Regions from separate parts of the Sus scrofa genome. Here regions 1 and 2 are each linked to region 3. A link is a contact called in public Hi-C and promoter capture Hi-C data. All regions are on one chromosome and are shown on one strand. Each heading gives the region's core, a stretch centred on a gene start, on an enhancer-like site or on the middle of the called end of the contact. The rest is flanking DNA. Distances are from core to core; before and after follow the strand shown. Region 1 holds the start of SERBP1 (plasminogen activator inhibitor 1 RNA-binding protein). Region 2 overlaps LOC110261213 (a long non-coding RNA gene). Region 3 holds the start of GADD45A (growth arrest and DNA-damage-inducible, alpha).

Region 1 (3,140 bases), core at 486-2,985, 240 kb before region 3:
AGATTCTACGCTTAGGTCCTATACACCGATTTGCTATAGGTCATGTACGTACACTTGCTTTTCCCAAAATGTCTGGGTTTAATCCACTGCAAAGGACAAACCAGTACCGAGAATGCATATACCAAATTCAAAACAATCCTGCGAAGTATTTACAGTGACCTGGAAGCAACTGCTAGCCGCCAATGAAATCCTGACCACGCTTCACGCACATGGGGAGAAAAGGTACAGACTCAAAACGGCTCCGCGGCGGCCAACGCTGTGACAGTCTCCGCGTTTCTTTCACCACGAGGCCCAGGCCAGGCCACACACCACATGAAACAGCGCCTGCGGGAAGGGGTCCTACGGGGGGGAAAGGATCATAATCCCAGGACGAGCCTCAGGTGCTATCACCGGTCGTCAGTGGGAATTCCCGCTCCTGTTCAACCCGGAGTGGCCAAATTTCTCTCCCTCCCAACAGCTTAACTCCTTCCAGCCAGTTATTAAGTTTGTAACGATTAAAGGGACGAAGAGGGAAAAATAAAGCCACATGCGGCACCTACAAAGAAAGGCAGCTTTCTCCACGATATCCGATAGGCTCGAGAGGATGGGTAGCTTTGGTGGAAACTCCGACCCCCGGCTTTGCTCAGGGTACCTCGCGCCATCCTGGGACAAGATGGCAGGACAGGAGCCTAAGAGAGACAATCGCACCTCGAAGCAGCAGGCTGCAGGAGAGCTCCGACAGGAAGAAGCCGCCGAGTCCCTGCTGCCCCGCTAACTACAAATGCCCGTGGAAGCAGCTCCCTTCCCCGAGCCCCGGTCCATGCGCCTGCCCGCCCGCCCAGGAATCCGGCGGGAAGACAAGAGCCTCTCAGGATCCCGAGCACGCTCGAGCAGCAGCTCGTCTCCGGACCACGCTCCTCCGCTCAGAGGCTGAGGCGGGAAGGGGGTGGCTCCAGGATCCTTGCAGGCGGCGGTTTGAACTTGGGGCTACCACGCTCCCAGCACCTTCGGAAGACCTGGCTTTGTCGTGTGGGGGAAACGCGAGAAAATCGGCGGCAAAGCCTCCCGTGGACCCTCGGACCCCAGAAGCAAGTGGTAGCTACAAGTCCCCTCAGTCCTTCCCTCCATCCCGGGTCTCCGTGGCTTCCACCACAGCTTTACCTTCTTTCTTAAGCGCCACAGGCGGCTGCGTCTCCTCCTTCTTGTCAACCACGCCAACGTTGGGGGGCAGCGGGTTCTTGCGGTCTTTCTGGGATTCTTTACGCAGCTGTTTGCCCGCCGCGTTGGAGTTGGTCTGCGCTGCGGCCTGAGCTGCGCTCTTGGCCCCAGGGCCCCCAACGCCGCCCCCGCCGGCTTCTTTTTTCTTGTTCTCTGCTGCCTTCAACACCTCGAAGGGGTCCGATTCGTCGTCAAATAACTGGTCGAATCGGTTGGTGACCACGCAGCCGAAGCCTTCCTGTAAGTGCCCAGGCATGATGGTGGCTCGGCGGCGCGTTCCTCCACGGATTGCAGCGGGCCGCGCCGAGCCAAGAGCGCCTGCTTCAGCTCTTCCCACAAGATGGCCGGGCTGCGAGAGGGGGGCCGTCTTCTCTTCCGGCGCCAGGCACACATCCGGTAGCGGCCAGCGCCGCAAGGCACCACGGGGTATGTAGGCAAGAGTCGCTTTTCCCGTGGCGATTCCCAGAGCCAGCACTACGATTCCCAGAGTTCACGGCGCGACAACTCTTCGCGCGCGCCTCAGAGGCGGGACCTCACCGAGGGAGTGGAGCGTGCAAGCTGAGGGAGGAGAAGCGCGGTGGTGGGCGGAGTTCTGCCACCTGCTCTCACCACCCTTAAACTCTCTGGGTCTTGAGCTGCGCTGAAAACAGGAAAACGTGAAGGCGTGTTTTCCTCGCGAAAGTTCTCAGTCTTCGGTTTTACTTCCCGCCTCCGGTCCAGGGCTAACTTTCCCCACCTCTCTAGGAGGGTCAAGGTGGCTACCAGTCTTATAAATGGAAACAAACTTCGAGGGGTTGCAGAGGTGCCGCTCTCTTCCAAGTGCCCCAGCTACTCAGTTGCTGGCGTCTCCCTCCTGCAGCCCCATTAATGAATCGAGACTCTTCTGCTTAATGTGAAGCGGAATACGCTTCCTCTCGCGGGGACTTGAACTCGAGCAGCAGAATTAACCTAAAAGACAAGTTGAAGTATTATATGTGAGTGTTGCGCGCTTGCGACCGGTGCTTTATTTGCTGTTAACTCCCGACAGTGCGGCGCTAGCCAGACCCTGGGCAAACCTCGAAAAGGCGTTGCTTATAGAAGAAACACTTTCTAGAGTCAATCTGATTGTCCGTTAGTGTCCGGAAAGGTACAGATTGGGTGTTTGTAAAATGTGCCAAAGAAGTAACATTTTAGAGCAACCGAATGAATGTGTGGTGTGCTAAAAAGTGCATTGAGGGGAGGAAAATGTCAGCGAATTGACTGTCATTATTAGTTGAAAATATTAAAGTCCTTTGAGATCATAGAGTGTCGATGCATATTCAAGCATATTTGGTAACACTAAGTTTAAATGTGTTGTCATAATTTTTAAACCTTTTTCCAGTAACGCAAAATATAGGGGAAAAAAATGCATCTCTATGTTCAGAGGCTATGAATGACCTTAATGTCAACAACCTGTTAGGTAGGTTTCCCTTTTCACAAATTAAAACCATTTCAGAGGTGAAAAGATTTACCAAGTTTACACTTCTGTAAATGCTAGTGCCAGGAGTTAACCCAGTCTTCTAATTCCACTCTGAGACGCTTGACATCCTTTTTAATCCAAATGCTACCTTTTGATAGAAGCCAGTCAATTATCAGTTCATTTCCAATATTTGATAAAATCTAAATATTGTTGCTTGTCAAGCAGGGTATGTAACATGGCCAAATGCAATCTTATCGATTTCTGAGAGGAATTCAAGTCAATTCCTTAACATGGGAAATAAAAGAGTCATATTACAGTCCTGTGGCAGCAAGCCTAGTGGTTTTCTAATTTCCAAATCCAGCCCCCATTCCTCAAAGTCACCTATTTCTCTTTTGCCTCGCACACACCTCCCTGTGGCACACACCTCCATCTCACACAGAGACCCTGGCTCCTTCCAAGAAAAAGGACAAGGAGTTTTTGACCATATTCATCATGCCTCTTTGAA
Region 2 (3,200 bases), core at 528-3,027, 140 kb before region 3:
GCGTTTCCACTGAGCCCGATGGGAACGCCAAGGGTGGCATTTTAAAATCCTGATTTTATAAATGAGGAAATGGAGGCTCAGGGAGATTAAGCACCTTACCCAAGATCACACAGCTGGGCTAAAATGTGAACCCTGCTCTGCCAACTATGAAACTTTTGCCACGGACACACTTCACTATAAGATGAGGAACACAGAAATGCTTTATAGTGGTGAGACGTCTTTTCCACGCATCAGCATTTATTAACATTTCGAGATCATCCATAAATCTCTTTGGGTCTCAGATGTGCAGGCACTGCCCTTTAGGGATGGTGCTGACACATTTGTGGGCAAATTGCAGAGATAACCATCTAAAGTTCACAATCTTTCACATCTCTAATTTCTTCAGCCTCAAGAAATACACGCCTATCAAATAAGAAAAAATAAATGAAAGATTTTCTGTTACTGAAGATGAACTGGGATATTTGAACCCAGAGGTTGATCCCAAGATCAACTTTGAGGTAACAACGCTCGGCTGGATGATTAATGTCTTTGCCCCGTACAAATATGCCTCCAGTGGGCACAGCCCTCATCCTGTGATCCAGCCTCTTTGGGCAGCAGAGCCTTCGGTCCATGAGCGGGCCTGGAGCTCCCATTTCCTCCGTGCTGGCTGCAGTTCTTGCCCAGAAACAGGAGCAGATGCTGAGAGAATCTTTGATCCCACTCATCCAAACATTGCATTCAAAGCTGGCTGGAAAGATGCAGGGGATGTGGCTGGGCGACTCCCAGCTGCCACGCATGCAGTGGTCTCCGAGTCTCTTGGCTCCCAGGTGGGTGAAACTCTGGTGGTTCTGCAGGCTCACCATGTCCAGAAAGAAGCTGTTGGAAGGTGGGTGCTGTTGCTGCTGTCACCTCTTAGATAAAGAAAAACTGATTCAAAAGCCAGATAACTCCTCATGGAATTCAGCTCAAGGCTTGAAGACTTTCTAGCTTCCTATGAACCTCAATACCAAGAACCACAAATTGCAAATGTATTAGGTCATTTTGTGTCAAAAGGAAATCATCAAGCCCCTAGAATTTTTCAAAAAAAATTTTTAAATATTTTGTCCTTTTAGGGCCACACCCGTGGCATATGGAAGTTCCCAGGCTAGGGGTCTAATCGGAGCTGTTGCCCTGGCCTATGCCAGGACCACAGCAATGCGGGATCCGAGCCACTTCTGCGACCTACACCACAGCTCAGGGCAACGCCGGATCCTCAACCCACTGAGCAAGGCCAGGGATCAAATCTGCAATCTCATGGTTCACTAGTCGGATTTGTTTCCACTGAGCCATGACGGGAACGTCTCAATTTTTCAATTTTTGAATATATCCTCTGGGTTCTGCAATGGCCCGGACAGTGTTATAACTTTTTTCCTATTGAGAGTTTTTATTTTTTTCCCCTAGAAATTGATTTTATTTGGTATTCTCAAGTCTTAGGTTTTGTAATAAGGGAAAAAACTCAGAGTTTCCATTGTGGCTCAGTGGAATCGAACACGACTGATATCCATGAGGATACGGGGTTCGATCCCTGGCCTTGCTCAGTGGGTTAAGGATCTCACGTTGCTGTGACTGTGGTTTAGTCTGGCAGCTCTAGCTCCGATTTGACCCCTAGCCTGGGATCTTCTATATGATGTGGGTGTGGCCCTAAAAAGTGAGAGAAAAAAAAGCACTCCATTAAAAAACAAAACAACTTACCAGCTTTGGAAGTTCTGCTTGACCTAGCTGACACCAGAGGGTGGCGCCAGAGAGGAAGTAGCCAGCAGAAGGAACAAGGAGGCTCTTGACATGAAATCTTTTGTCTTCAGTTTCCAAGTGCCACCACTTAATTTGCCAGGCTTTCTGTCTTGCGCGTGCCAGCAGCATGGTTGCTCTTCTTCCTCACAGTGTAAGGAGGTGCCCTAGGGTTTGTCCATAGCTGGTCACCCAGAGTCCTTTAGGAAGCGAGAGCAGTTCCCTTCTGCTCCAGAGACAACACTCATTTGCTTTGGAAAGGCAGCAGGTCCTTACAAATGAGCTTGGAAGTACTGCCCTTACTTTCACTGTTACTGCCCCAGTCCGCGCTGCTCCTTGCTCTTTGCAGGTCTGTTGCTTCCACATTTCTGGAAAATGTTAATGGATGGCTCACATGGGCCGAGGTGGGGTCTAAGTGCTTCTGTGGGTGTCAGCCCAGAACTTCCTAACCCAGCATAGAAGAGTGATAGGTGGCTCAACCTTCGATCCCCTTACCCCTGGCTGTGAGCAGATTCACCCATTTATGCCACAATAACGTGTGTGTTGTGCCAGGACACAATATGAATACTGTATTTTTTTTCTCTGGGCGCTATGATGTAAGAAAGTTGAGAAACACTGGCCTCATTTGACCTTCACAACTTATGGGGTAAGCTACTATTTGTATTCCCATTTTACACGTCAGAAAATGGGGGCTCTGTGGGATTGCTTCTCACCCCAAGTTCTCCTAGCTGTTAAGTAGCCCAGCCAGAAGTTGAACCTAGACAGCTCCCCTCTAGAAGTTCCATGCTTTTGATCCCAGGCCAGAAGTTCTCAACCCTGGCTGCATAATAGACTCTGAAGAGTTAAACAAAAGAAGATGAAACCAAAGCCAAGAAACTGTCACTGAAACGTAGCCTCGGAAGACGTGATGACTAAGTGTAATGAGGTGACCTGGGTAAGTTTCTGGGACAGGAAAAGGACCTTAGGGGAAAGCCGAGGAAATTGAAATAAAGTGTGGACTTTGGTTAATAATAGTGCATTAATATTGGTTTATTAATTGTGACAAATGTCCCATACTGATGTAAGATGTTAATAGCAGGGGAAACGAGGCATGGCATTCATAGGAATGCTCTCTATTACATTCGTCATAATTCTGTAAATCTATACCTTCTAAAATAAGTTTACTATTTAAACAACAACAACAACAAAGTCTGGGGTCCCAGCTTAGCGTCATTAAATCAGAACCACTGGAGGTGAGGCCCAGACATCAATATTTTTTTAAAAGCTCCCCAGGAAATCAAGGGTTTCATCCAGGATTGGGAATTCCTGCATTGCCTTCCTGACAAAGAAGCTGCTGGAGTACAGGGATCTTGTCTTGCTGATTTTCATTCCTCTCGCACCCAGGCTTTGGCCCAGGTTAGGCATTCAGTACATGCTTGATGAATCAATGACTAACTATCTCAACCTTTCCTCAA
Region 3 (3,086 bases), core at 558-3,057:
ACTGGCGGTGCTTCTACTAAATGCAGAGATTGTGCTAAGTGCCAAGAACACCAAGGTGATGAAGTCAGAGTCCCTGCTGTCAAGAAACTCTCTCCATTCCCTAATTCTTGGTCAGCTTGCTGTGATCACACTTTCTTCCAAAAGCCTCTAAGAAAGGCCTGGTGGATAGAAACTTGGGAGTTCCACAGAACACAGTTCAACAATCTCCGAATGACGACTCAGGCCAGGTTGCATAATTCAGGTTTGTTTGCAAAACTGAATGTACTTCAGCACCTACATACACATCAGCTTAAAGGAATTCTTTAACAAAGATACTGTATATTAGAATCTAAGATATAGATATGAAACATACCTTACACTCCTGGGTAAATTATGCATTGGCCGGCACCATTCCTTTACTCAAACATTGTCCCTTGCTGACAACGCAGTTAGGGATTAAGTGCAAAATGGCAGCTCAAATAAATGAGCCAGAAAACTGACCGATCACTTTTCTTTTCCACTAAATTAAGATCAAGAGAGCTGGAGAATATTTTGTCTAGAATGATGCAAACATACGGGTGCAAAAACTCATGTAGCTTAGCAAAAAATTACTTCTGTGATCTTTGTCGGATGCAAGCATCGTTTTGAATGCAAGTGAGCATTTTTACCACTTTTGGTGACTTCAGTAGGTTTAACACTTATTTTTGAATTTATTGCATAAACTCGTAAAACAAAGGACAGAACTTTCAACCTATTCAGTGAAAATCTATACATTCGAGCTGGCTTTTAAAAAATGTATAACTACTGCTTTCTTTCCACCCACAAGTTGCCATTACCTCAAAGGTGAAATTTTAGCATATGACTGAAAAGTCCTATAACTGCAGCTTCATGATTCAGTCTCTAACATCAACAATTCACAGTGAGATCATAGGCTCCCTGTGGAAGGTAGTGACATACTTGCTTTATGCAAGGAAGCTGAGGGCATATTGAAAGCATCTTGAATTTAGACACACTGCTTGTGTGGGTGTCAGACATTTGTGTCTTAACTGGTGTCCTGCAGAAGGATCCTCCTTTGGGAAAGGCTGTCTGAGAAAGGTGAACTGGGGCTGTAAGGCTAGGATACACACATGTGGTAACCAGCTCCTCCTCAACATGGTTTTCCAGAGTTACCCCGGGCAGGTGGGACGCCGTTCCGCTTTGTGTGGAAAGGATTCCAGCTTGGTTCCCTGCCACCACCAGACACAAATGTGTTGATTTTTCTTTTTTGAGCTTCCAACCCTTGCAACCTTCCAAAAATAAATCAAACCAGCCATCAGGGCACCGAAATAATACTACTACTAATAAGCAGCTTTGCCGAAACTTAAATAAACAACACTTCTGAGGTAAACTTTGCCCCAGAGGTCTGGACACTTTTTATGTAACCTGCTTATTAAGAATTACTAGACCTGGACGCATTAACCCTGAAAATAGATCTTAATAGCAGCCCCCAAACACAAAAGACATGAAACGACAATAAAGAAAAAAAATGTGCACCAACTAGAAAAACATTTGGCAGCTTACTCCAGCCCAAGCTGAAGACACCCCCCCCACCCCCGCAACCACCGCAAACACCGCCTCTCCCATCCGCCCCGCCTTCAGGCTAAGACAGTCCGCTCGGGACCCCGCCCCCCCTTCCCTGCCCCGGCCCAGCCCCGCCCCTTAGGCTCGCCTTTCACGTGGCTCCTCCCCCTTCCGCTCCTCACAGCCTTGTTTCAGCAGCTGGGGTCAAATTGTTGGAACAGGCTGATTTGCATAGCCCAATAGCTGCGCGTATGCAAATAAAGCGGGTGCTGGTTGGCTGGGAGTTGGCAGGATAACTCTGGCGAGCGGGGCCTTTGTCCTTCAGTGGCTGTGAGGCAGCTGCCGTGTCGGTGTCGTGGCCCGAGGCGAGGCGGGGGCCCGCGAGCCCTAAGGAGGCCAGCGAGCGATCGAGTGGGGCGGGAGGGGCGGACGGCGCGGCGGCAGCGGGCGCTGGAGTAGCCTACGAGGGAGCGCAGAGAACAGGCGCCCGCGCGCTCGCGGTGGCAGGAGCAACCCGCACGCCGCTCTCTCTCAGTAGGGGACTTGCAGTTGCAATATGACTTTGGAGGAATTCTCGGCTGGAGAGCAGAAGACTGAAAGGTAAGTGGGCCGGCGCCTCTGCCTGAGCTCTGCTCGTCGTCCACTGCATGCACCTTAGCGCTGCTGGGCTGTGCACGGTTTTCGGGGGGCCAGAGGTTAAAAGTTTGCCGAGGGCACCTTCTCTCCCGCCTTTCTTCCCTGGGAACACTCCAGAGGCGCGCGTGGACGTAAAGAGCGTGCCCCCCCTTCCACGCCGGTCGAACCCCTTTAAGCTTTTGCAAAGGGCAGAAGTGACCATCCCTGCCCTTGTGGCTCCTGAGGCCGGCAGCCTGTGGCTGAGCCCAGCGCCAACGACTGGCACTGCCCTCAGGAGAGGGTGGCGGGTGCCACTCACGGGGTTTCTCACAGGACTCTGGACGTAGGAGGGGTCATGGGAGGATGACAGCCGGGAGAGCGCCGGGTTTTGCACAAGGCCGAGTGCGCGATGGCCCTTGCACTCGGGAGGGAGGGTGCAGGGCGAGGGGGCGGTAACGGCCAGGCGTGGCCCCGGGCTGACAGGACCCTCTTCGCTCTGCCTGCTCGTAGGATGGATAAGGTGGGGGATGCCCTCGAAGAAGTGCTCAGCAAAGCCCTGAGTCAGCGCACAATCACCGTCGGGGTGTACGAGGCGGCCAAGCTGCTTAACGTGTAAGTGTGGCCCTGGGGTGTCTCTCGTGGTACTCCTTCCCGCCTCAGCCCCGGGAGGTCGCCTTCGCGGGGCGCCCCTCACCCTGCAGCGCTCCTTCCTGCCACTTTCCACCTGCCCCGTGTCTGTCCGAGGGGCAGCGAGCGGGCCAGGGCGCGATCCCCCTCGACCCGGGCGGGGGGTGCGGGCTCCCACGCAGCGGGTCGTGCCTTTGGGCTCACCGGCCGGGTCCCTGCTCGCAGCGACCCGGATAACGTGGTGCTGTGCCTGCTGGCGGCGGACGAGGACGACGACAGGGACGTGGCTCTGCAGATCCACTTCA

What was found. Promoter capture Hi-C pulls out the DNA fragments that hold promoters and counts their contacts. A called contact is a pair of places that touch in the nucleus more often than the background predicts.
Region 1: a promoter capture Hi-C map of fetal liver shows a contact between it and region 3, with 2.3 times the contacts expected there. The contact joins the promoter of SERBP1 here to the promoter of GADD45A in region 3. A contact is called at or near these places in 1 of 5 promoter capture datasets (fetal liver), 2 of 47 Hi-C or Micro-C datasets (embryonic fibroblasts and heart right ventricle) and 1 of 2 datasets of contacts at active chromatin or transcription factors (alveolar macrophages).
Region 2: a Hi-C map of subcutaneous adipose tissue shows a contact between it and region 3, with 2.2 times the contacts expected there. The contact joins the enhancer-like site here to the promoter of GADD45A in region 3. A contact is called at or near these places in 1 of 5 promoter capture datasets (liver), 14 of 47 Hi-C or Micro-C datasets (adipocytes, blood, embryonic fibroblasts and 8 more) and 1 of 2 datasets of contacts at active chromatin or transcription factors (skeletal muscle).

Annotation. Positions count from the first base shown.
Region 1 is chr6:145,185,146-145,188,285 of Sscrofa11.1, reverse strand. SERBP1 (plasminogen activator inhibitor 1 RNA-binding protein) reads right to left here and starts at 1,735. Exons shown (of 8, transcript XM_003127935.4): 1 at 1,141-1,735. The coding sequence starts at 1,453.
Region 2 is chr6:145,079,073-145,082,272 of Sscrofa11.1, reverse strand. The region is part of intron 1 of LOC110261213 (a long non-coding RNA gene); the gene reads left to right. Among named protein-coding and RNA genes, the nearest start is that of SERBP1, 110 kb to the left of the region's middle. Within about 2 kb of position 1,777, at least 21 of the 83 cell types and tissues checked have an H3K27ac peak or open chromatin away from gene starts, as enhancers often do. A contact at or near this core is called in retroperitoneal adipose tissue and subcutaneous adipose tissue, where this site is marked.
Region 3 is chr6:144,942,810-144,945,895 of Sscrofa11.1, reverse strand. GADD45A (growth arrest and DNA-damage-inducible, alpha) reads left to right here and starts at 1,807. Exons shown (of 4, transcript NM_001044599.1): 1 at 1,807-2,139; 2 at 2,665-2,766; 3 at 3,007-3,086. The coding sequence starts at 2,096.